Linked DNA regions of Mus musculus: all the other regions are linked to region 3. Evidence: chromatin contacts called from public HiCAR-type and HiChIP or PLAC-seq data. All regions are on one chromosome and are shown on one strand. The core of a region is the stretch at or near the end of the contact, and the rest is flanking DNA. Distances in the headings are between cores, read along the strand shown.

Region 1 (2,700 bases), core at 17-2,516, 210 kb before region 3:
TCTTTGCTTTATCCCTTTCTGCAGAACATTGATGTGGGTTTTTCTTTATGGCTTTTTCTTTCTTTCTTTTTTTCTCAGTTTGTGGCAATCTTACAACAGGCAAATCCATTGAAATCTACTCACACCATTTTCCCAATAGCTATGATGGTTGTTACCGGTTTCCTTTTCAGATATATATATATATATATATATATATATATATATATATACACACACACACACACAAAATACATATATATGCTCGTTTGTTTTTCGAGACAGGGTTTCTCTGTGTAGCCCTGGCTGGCCTGGAACTCACTCTGTAGACCAGACTGGCCTCAAACTCAGAAATCCGCCTGCCTCTGCCTCCCGAGTGCTGGGATTAAAGGTGTGTGCCACCACTGCCCGGCTTCAGCAATATTTTAAATTAAGGTCTATACATTGTATTTTAAAACATTTCCCTATCACATACTTATCAGAGAGCAGTGTGGTGTAACTTGTATGCTCACCGGGAGACCAGAGATTTTATGGGGTTCACTTTATTGCAGCATTTGCTTTACGGCAGAGTGGACCTGTAATAGCATGAGGTGTGCCTGTGGATTTCAGGGCCTTGCATCTTCAGAAGCTGCCATCTTCCATTGACTGTTGTCCATCTCAGTAATTTGCCCGTGTTTTGGGGCTAGGTTCCAATTATTCACAGTGGGAAGACAGCCCCATGCCTTGAATGTGGGACCTGATTTTACCTAATATTCTTTTCTTTTCTTTTCTTTTCTTTTCTTTTTTCTTTTTTTTTTTTTTTTACTTTCAGTCTCCAATATAATGGGTTCCTTCATGACATTTTCATTTCGTTTCATTATATTCCTCCAGGAAACCAGAGTTCACAAAAACCATTCTTGGACTCTGTGTCTTTTCAGGAGTCATTTCTGAATGTCTCTTATTTTTTCTTTCTTTCTTTCTTTCTTTTTTTTAAATACCCTGAATTTCTGACTCCAACAAAATTGCTATTTTACATTTTTGTTAATATGATTTTCTTGCATTTCAGGATATAGAAAATCTATTTTAGTCAATTTTCTCAAATCCCAGGTAGTGATAGCCTTCTCCCTCCAGGGAGTTGATGCTGTGAACTGGCATTTGGTTAGTCATGCTAGACTTGGCACACCTGTCCATGGGGCTACGAGGCATTCTAGAAAGCTCTGGGTAATCCAGCTGCCCCATGAAGGGTAACGGAACTGTTACTGCAGCTGGAGAAGACAGTTCCATCCCTGGGTGGGCTGATCACCACTCAACAGCCCACAGAGTGTGGTGAGGGCCAGGCTCTGGGCCTCTGAGCTTGACTCAGAGATATCTGACGTTGACAGGTCTATTCTTAGTGATCGTAGAAGACCATTTGGTCAGATACAACCACTTCCTGTTCTCAGAATAACCTTTGCTCCAGTCGGGAGCCCTCCAAGTTTCCCTGACTCCAGTGTCTGTTCTGTACCCTCAGTAATGGTTCCCTGGTGTTCCCTGTGGATTGGCTTCTGGATCCTTGTACAAACCGAGATCTTAGGATGCACAAAACCTTTACAAAGAATGAAGTCATCTTTGCTTACACCTGGCGTGTATCCTCCATGCAGTGCAGATCGTATGCACGATATGTAGACAGGTCTGGCCATTGGCACTTCATATGGAGCTGTATAGCCTGCCTAGTGTTCAACTCCTGGGTGGGAGACTTTGAGTGCTCTTGCATGCACTGGCATACAATGTACATGGACTAGATGCTTGATTCAAAGGAAATTCTCCATGGAGGTACCACCCAGCCTGCTTCCTCCTGAGCCCTCTCTCCTTGACTTGTAGAAGGTGTCTTCTTTTTTTTTTTTTTAAGATTTATTTATTTATTATATGTACACTGTAGCTGTCTTCAGACGCACCAGAAGAGGGCATTAGATCTCATTACGGTGGTTGTGAGCCACCATGTGGTTGCTGGGATTTGAACTTCAGACCTTCGGAAGAGCAGTCGGTGCTCTTACCCACTGAGCCATCTCACCAGCCCAGAAGGTGTCTTCTGATATGTCGTCACAGGCTTGCTTCTCGGTATGTGTGTCTCAGTCAGTGTTCTATTGCTGTAAAGGGGACACCATGATCATGGCAGCTTTTTAAAAAAGAAAGCATTCAATTGGGACTTGCTTACAGTTGCAGAGTTTAGTCTGTTATCCTCAAGGCAGGAAGCATGGTGACACACGGCAGACATGGTGCTGGAGCATTCTACCTCTGGATCTGAAGGCAGTAGGAAGAGAGAAAGCCACTGGGCCTGGCTTCAGCTTCTGAAAGCCTAAAGCCCATACACAGGGTCACACCTACTCCAACCAGGCCACACCTCCTAATCCCTCCGGTCCCAGATGACCAAGCTTTCAAATATATGAAGCTATGAGGACCCTTTTTTGGTTTTTTCGAGACAGGGTTTCTCTGTGTAGCCCTGGCTGTCCTGGAACTTACTTTGTAGACCAGGCTGGCCTCGAGCTCAGAAATCTGCCTGCCTCTGCCTCCTGAGTGCTGGGATTAAAGGTGTGCACTACCACGCTGGCTCCAGGTACCTTTTTTCAAGGTCCTGACTCCAGGCCAACAAAGATGGCTCAGAAGATAAAGATGCTTGGTGCTCAAGGCTGGCCTCCTGACTTCAGCATCCAAAACCTAAGCACCTTAGTTAGGGTCTTATTGCTGTGAAGAGATACCATGACCATG
Region 2 (2,870 bases), core at 369-2,868, 150 kb before region 3:
CACCTATGTGGGGGCTCCATCATCACCCCTCTGTGGATCGTCACTGCGGCACACTGTGTTTATGAGTGAGTGACTGGGCCTGCTGCTGTGGCTTCGGCTCTTCCCAGAGCCTTGCCTAGTCCTGGGTCAGGTAGAGATGGGATGATCTGGAGGTGAGGGCAAGTCAGCAAGCCATGTGCCTTACAGTGGATCTGTCTCTGCGTCTGAGAGTGACGTGAGCTGAGCTGGCACAGGGAAGGTAGAAAAGGGAGGAGGGAGCTCAAGGCAGAATGAGACCCATTGAAATAAGGGTCCTAGGTCCTCCCGTCGCTCACTACTCCTCATCCATGGTATGACACAGCAGGATACCCTGGGTGGAAGTGCAGGGTATCCAGAGAACACTGAGCCCCCTTGAAGCTGTGTCTGCCAGGCGTTTAGTAGTCCCAGAAACACCTTAGTGGCGGATTCTCTTTTTATCTCCTGGTTTGGTTACTGTCCAATGGAGAAGAGCCTCTCTGCAGAGAGCAAAGCTTAGCCCAGATCTCAAATGCGTATCTCTGGGGTGTCATGGAAAGAATGACCTGTCTGGGGGTATACACGAGTGTGGTCTGTGTGGGGCACAGATGTGTAGGGTATTGGGCCATCTCCCACCTGGAGATCCCACATCTCTCACCATTTCCCTGGGCTCTTGGGACACCAGAGTTCAACAGGGCTGGGTCTCTCCTGAGATTCACCTCTCTGTTTGTGCATTTCAGCCTGTACCACCCCAAGTCCTGGACTGTCCAGGTGGGTCTTGTGTCCCTGATGGACAGTCCTGTGCCCTCCCATCTGGTGGAGAAAATCATCTATCACAGCAAGTACAAGCCAAAGCGGCTGGGCAATGACATAGCCCTCATGAAGCTGTCCGAGCCACTCACCTTTGACGGTACAAACGTTTAGGCCTCTGCCCTGCACTTGCTTTTAGCTTGTTTCAAGAGCTTGCCTGTCGAGGCACTGTTATACTGTCTGCTTTACTATCCTTGCATGGAAATTCCAAAATCTGATTCAGCTAGGTGTTGATGTAGGTGCATAGCATTTGCTCGTTAAAGGTGTGTGTTCGAGAGCACACATGTGCACATGCATGTGCATGCACAAATGTATGCATGCACATAGGGGGCCAGAAAGTCATTCTTGAATGTTGTTCCTTTGGAAGCAGCACCTTGCTTTTTTGGGGGATTCAGTCTCTTATTGATCTAGACTTGCCTAATAGACTGACTGACCAAGAAGCCCCAGGGACCCTTCTGTCTCTGTCTCTGCCTCCTCAGTACTGGGTAACACCCTCAATGCCACTACAGCTGCCTTTTTACATGGGTGGCCCAGATCAAACTCAGCAGTTCATGATTGTGCAGCAAGCACTTAGCCAGCACAGCTACCTTCCCAGCCCGAATTAGGTGTTTTCAGTGTGAGCATGTTAGGAGACGGAGCCCTTGCTTAAGATTTCAGCCTGTTACGTTTTTTAGACTTAGGTTGTCGACCTTGGCTGTCCCTCTAGTGCCAATTCAACCTCACAGCCTTCCAGTTCTGCTCTGTTCTCTCTGCCCTGTGCCAGCTGCAGATGGCTACCTGATGCCTCTAGGTGGCAGAAGAGAGCCGCCTGTCCTCAGGGACCCAGAGCACTTTGCTGTCCTGGTTTTTGCTGCTTGCAGCCTCTCCAGTGGAAGGAGCAGAGTCCCAGGCTGGGGCAGCTTGAGGGCTTGCAAAGAGCCTCTCTCTTCCATCTGGAAGGTTCTAGGTAGCCCAGCTAGAACTCTCAAAACTCACAAAGCACAAAGCAGGAGGAATGTTGGCTTCAGTAAAAGTCCTGACCATCCCAGGATAAGCACTCTGGAGGGCAGGCAGGGCCATTTCCAAGGTAGACTCCTATTCTCGGCAGCAAACCTGTGTGATTTCAAGGGCAACAGAAAAGCTGCTTAAGTGGGGGGTGGGGGTTACTTGCTAATTATTGTTGGTGATATTTGATTCTAGAAAGGGAGTTGTCTGTAGCATACTTGGCTAAAGAGTTAAATAGTTAAATATGTCTCTATCCTTCTCCACTTTTCCATGATTACCATGCAGGATGGGGAGGAGGGGGTGCATCTCAGGTGCTGCTCACACAGAAGCCCTGGGCACATGCAGCTGCTTGGCTTTGCTAGAGCATCAGCGGCATAGCCTAGATGCAGGCCGGCTGTCACCACTAACACTTAACGTCTGGTCCAGGAGTGATCAACTGTGGCCCAAGGGCCAGCCACGTGTGACCCAATGCACATTTGAGCGAGTAAAATCTTGTCATAAATCCATCAGCCCCTTTGTGTATGTCTCCTGCGGTTCCAGCAACCGTGATGAGGTCCACATAGCTCACAAGCCTGAACTGTCTTCTATCCAACTGTCCAGCCTTTTACAGACAGGCTTGGCTGCTGGGCTCTGGACTCCTGCCACAGTTTAGGGCTACATCTGGGAGATGAGTGGGCGTGGCTTCTGCTCTGAGCTAGCTCCATAACCAAGGCCCAACCACTTCCTAGAGGGTGGGTTTAGAGACCTGAACACGAGGTCAGTTGATTTCTGGGGCAGTGGCTTCAGGAACTTCACCTCATTGTGCCCCTTCTAACAGAGACCATCCAGCCCATCTGTCTGCCCAACTCTGAAGAGAACTTTCCCGATGGGAAACTGTGCTGGACCTCAGGATGGGGAGCCACAGAGGATGGAGGTCAGTGGTCTGAAGCCTGAGACAGGGAGGGCCCCTCGGGATGCTTGGATGTCCCAGCTCAGGGTTGGGGCAGGCCAACTGTTCACAACAGCCATCTGCTGAATAGCCGTGGGTCACCATGGTGCCACTCCTCTTTGGACAGTGTGACGTTTTGAGGTTTCATGAAGAA
Region 3 (2,792 bases), core at 101-2,600:
CTATGTAGCTGAAGGTAACTCTGAACTCCTGTCTCTCCCGCCCCCACATCCTGAGTGCTGGGATTCAGGCCAGCACACCCAGTTTTATAGGGTAGTGAAGATGGAGCCAAGGGCTTAGTGCTCACCAGGCAAGCACCTTCTCTGAACAGAGGCACATTCCTAGGCCACAGTTCTGGTGTCCTTTAAAAGCGCTCCTCACTTGCAGCTCCCCCTTACAACACTGAGTGTTTCAACAGGAGCTTCCCTGTAAGTAGTCTTTGGGGTGTTGAGAGATGCTTCAAATACTCAAAGATAGTGGGAGCCCTGGGGATTTCAGTACTCAGGATGCCCCGCTATGAATGGTTCCTTAGTAGCCTCTGCTCAGCATTGACAGGGAAGACAATCTAATATCGTCTACCAGCCTGTGACGGGCTCTCTGAAGAGCTGAGTGTGCAAAGTGCTGAACTCAGCTAGGAAGATGAGCTCCTGACTTTGCAGATGTCGTCTTGGCACTGAAACCCACTTTCATGCTTTCGTATTTTAAAGGAACCTTTAAGTCACTTCACTGAGCTCAACACATGTGAGAGAATGTCATACGGGGCATGTGTCTGAAGGAAGGAGGGACAGGTGGTTCCAAGATGGGAGATAGAAGAGGAGAACGCCCTCCCTAACCTTTCCTGCCAGCCTTATCTGACCTCCCCTTGGAAGTTCTCAGGGGCAGCCACAGCCTCAGCTGTGCAGGGGAAGATACTCGTTATCCGGGAGCCCCTTCTAAGCACCAGCTGCTGGTTGGCACAATGGAGGTCATGTGATCTCAAGCTGAGAACACTGGTTTCTCATTTGGCCTTATCACTCTGGCTCCTGGCAGCCTTTCTCTTCCCATGGAGGAGAAACAGTCACCCTCTGGGGCTCTTTCTACCCACAAAATCCAGGGCAGGCCCTGGCTGATTTGACAGTGAGCAGCAGTGGGGAGGGGGCGGTGCAGGGGTGGGGGAGGTGGGGGCGCTGACCTCCCCAGAAGGCCAACCTTTGCTTTCTCTGGCCCTAGGAGAATATGAATACAGATCTCAGTTTACTCTCCTCCTAAGTAGGGGATGCTTGTTAACTGTTTCCACCTCTGAAAACCTCCTTACCCCACACTGGGCCGTCCCTGTGTTTGCTGAACAGCCCAAATTGTTAGAGCTCAATCCCTGCTCTGTTTTGCCAGGACTGGAGCAGTCCCTGGGATGCTACAATTGTAGCAGTAAAGCCATGCAAGGTGTCTGTTGCATCATTCTTATTTCACAGAGAAGACAGCCAGGGGCCCACAGCTTGTCAGAGCATGGGGTGATGAGGCAGCCAGATCCTGGGCGCCAGCTCTCTTAGCCACTCCACAATGGGCCTCCTTTTTCTTAGATATAAAAATGCTGACACGTCGAGGTGTTTTTCTTAGCAGTCTAGACTCAAGCTGCTTCAAGTACATCCTGAAGACACTGGTGCACATGTGAATAAGCTATGTCTACAGCCCACCAGAGGGGCACTTTTCTCCTCCGGGGCCTGGGCTCCAGCAGCCATAGTCTCTACAGGCCCATTCTCTTCCTTGTTCTGCCTCCTACATATACAGCTCCACCAGGTGCCTGACCCTCCCCTGCTCAGGCCCCAGGACCTCCCGAACCTGATTCCTGTTCCCCACAAAGCAGCTTCCAACCCTGGGAGGCTAACACCTGCTCAGTCACCCAATGGGGATAACAAAGGTTGAGTTGTTCAGAACACAAAAGAAAGAGGAAACTCCCTTAGTCCTGAGCTGCATGCCACCTGCATAACAGGAAACTAAAATTGAAGTAAAAACAAGGCTTTTTTCCTTTCTTTTTAATAAAATGACATGTAACAATTGTAAATATTTATGGGGCCAAAGATGCAACTTTGATGTATGCAAAATCCATATTTAAGATTTATTTATTTATTTATTTATTTATTTTATACGAGTACACTGTCACTCTCTTCAGACACACCAGAAGAGGGCATCCGATCCCATTACAGATGGCTGTGAGCCACCATGTGGTTGCTGGGAATTGAACCCAGGACCTCTGGAAGAGCAGTCAGTGCTCTTAACCGCCAAGCCATCTCTCCAGCCAAAATTCATATTTAGATCAAATCAGAGGTTTGTGGCTGTAGCTTGGTGCTTGAGGCACACATCCTGTGTCCAGCATCAAACAACAAAACCAAAAGCGAAGGATGGAGTGCGTTAATTAGCATATCTGTGGCCTCAACATCCGTCCTTTCCTGGTGGCAAGGCTAGAATTAATGATTTTCAAATATGTTGTATCAGTGATGAGTTCAGCAAGCTGCCAGGCAGGGGCTTCTGGAACTTGTCCCTCTTCTCTCTTGTCTCTTAATTTCCCAAGTACATGCATAGAGCAAACCAATTTGGTGAGTGCGGTGGCTAGTGTGAATCGTCTACTTGATCAATCTAGAATCACCCAGGACACAGAGCTCTGGGCACGTCTGTTTACCTTGATTATATTCATTGAAGTAGGAAAGCCTGCCAGCTATGGGTGGTGCCATTCCCTGGCTAGGATCCCAGACTACATGAATGAAGAGAGAGACCTGAAGAGCAGTAGGCATTCACCTCTCTACTCTGACTGTGGATGTGTTGTGATCAGATGCTTCAAGCTCTTGCTGCCTTGACTTGCCTTCAGCGATGGACTGTGATACCTTGAACTGTGAGCCAAAATAAATCTCTCCCTGAAATGGCTTTTGTTCATGTTTCCTCACAGCAACAGGATAGGAAGCTAAGAGAATGTATAGACAGTGTGTATCACCCCACACTTGTC

The links. HiCAR-type assays count read pairs that join an accessible place to other places. HiChIP or PLAC-seq counts read pairs in DNA pulled down with a chosen protein or histone mark.
Region 1: an H3K4me3 HiChIP or PLAC-seq map of stem cell-derived neural progenitor cells shows a contact between it and region 3, with 21 read pairs. The contact joins two enhancer-like sites. A contact is called at or near these places in 2 of 484 Hi-C or Micro-C datasets (olfactory sensory neurons and stem cell-derived neural stem cells), 5 of 115 datasets of contacts at active chromatin or transcription factors (embryonic stem cells, large pre-B cells and stem cell-derived neural progenitor cells) and 4 of 9 other capture datasets (adipose tissue, embryonic stem cells, liver and 1 more).
Region 2: a contact with region 3 is called in a HiCAR-type map of embryonic stem cells, with 2.8 times the contacts expected there. The contact joins two enhancer-like sites. A contact is called at or near these places in 3 of 39 promoter capture datasets (embryonic stem cells, liver and macrophages), 10 of 484 Hi-C or Micro-C datasets (the 3T3-L1 cell line, CD4 T cells, ECoMG myeloid progenitors and 6 more), 5 of 115 datasets of contacts at active chromatin or transcription factors (the HPC-7 cell line, embryonic stem cells and large pre-B cells) and 2 of 9 other capture datasets (embryonic stem cells and pancreatic islet).

What each region holds. Positions count from the first base shown.
Region 1 is chr17:31,244,112-31,246,811 of GRCm38.p6, reverse strand. It overlaps a transcript of Ubash3a not described here. Among named protein-coding and RNA genes, the nearest start is that of Rsph1, 32 kb to the left of the region's middle. Within about 2 kb of position 1,266, at least 17 of the 459 cell types and tissues checked have an H3K27ac peak or open chromatin away from gene starts, as enhancers often do.
Region 2 is chr17:31,186,334-31,189,203 of GRCm38.p6, reverse strand. Tmprss3 (transmembrane protease, serine 3) reads left to right here. Exons shown (of 12, transcript NM_080727.2): 7 at 1-65; 8 at 735-904; 9 at 2,606-2,701. Among named protein-coding and RNA genes, the nearest start is that of Tmprss3, 10 kb to the left of the region's middle. Within about 2 kb of position 1,618, at least 12 of the 459 cell types and tissues checked have an H3K27ac peak or open chromatin away from gene starts, as enhancers often do. A contact at or near this core is called in the HPC-7 cell line, where this site is marked.
Region 3 is chr17:31,032,264-31,035,055 of GRCm38.p6, reverse strand. No RefSeq gene overlaps it. Among named protein-coding and RNA genes, the nearest start is that of Abcg1, 24 kb to the left of the region's middle. Within about 2 kb of position 1,350, at least 52 of the 459 cell types and tissues checked have an H3K27ac peak or open chromatin away from gene starts, as enhancers often do. A contact at or near this core is called in the HPC-7 cell line, where this site is marked.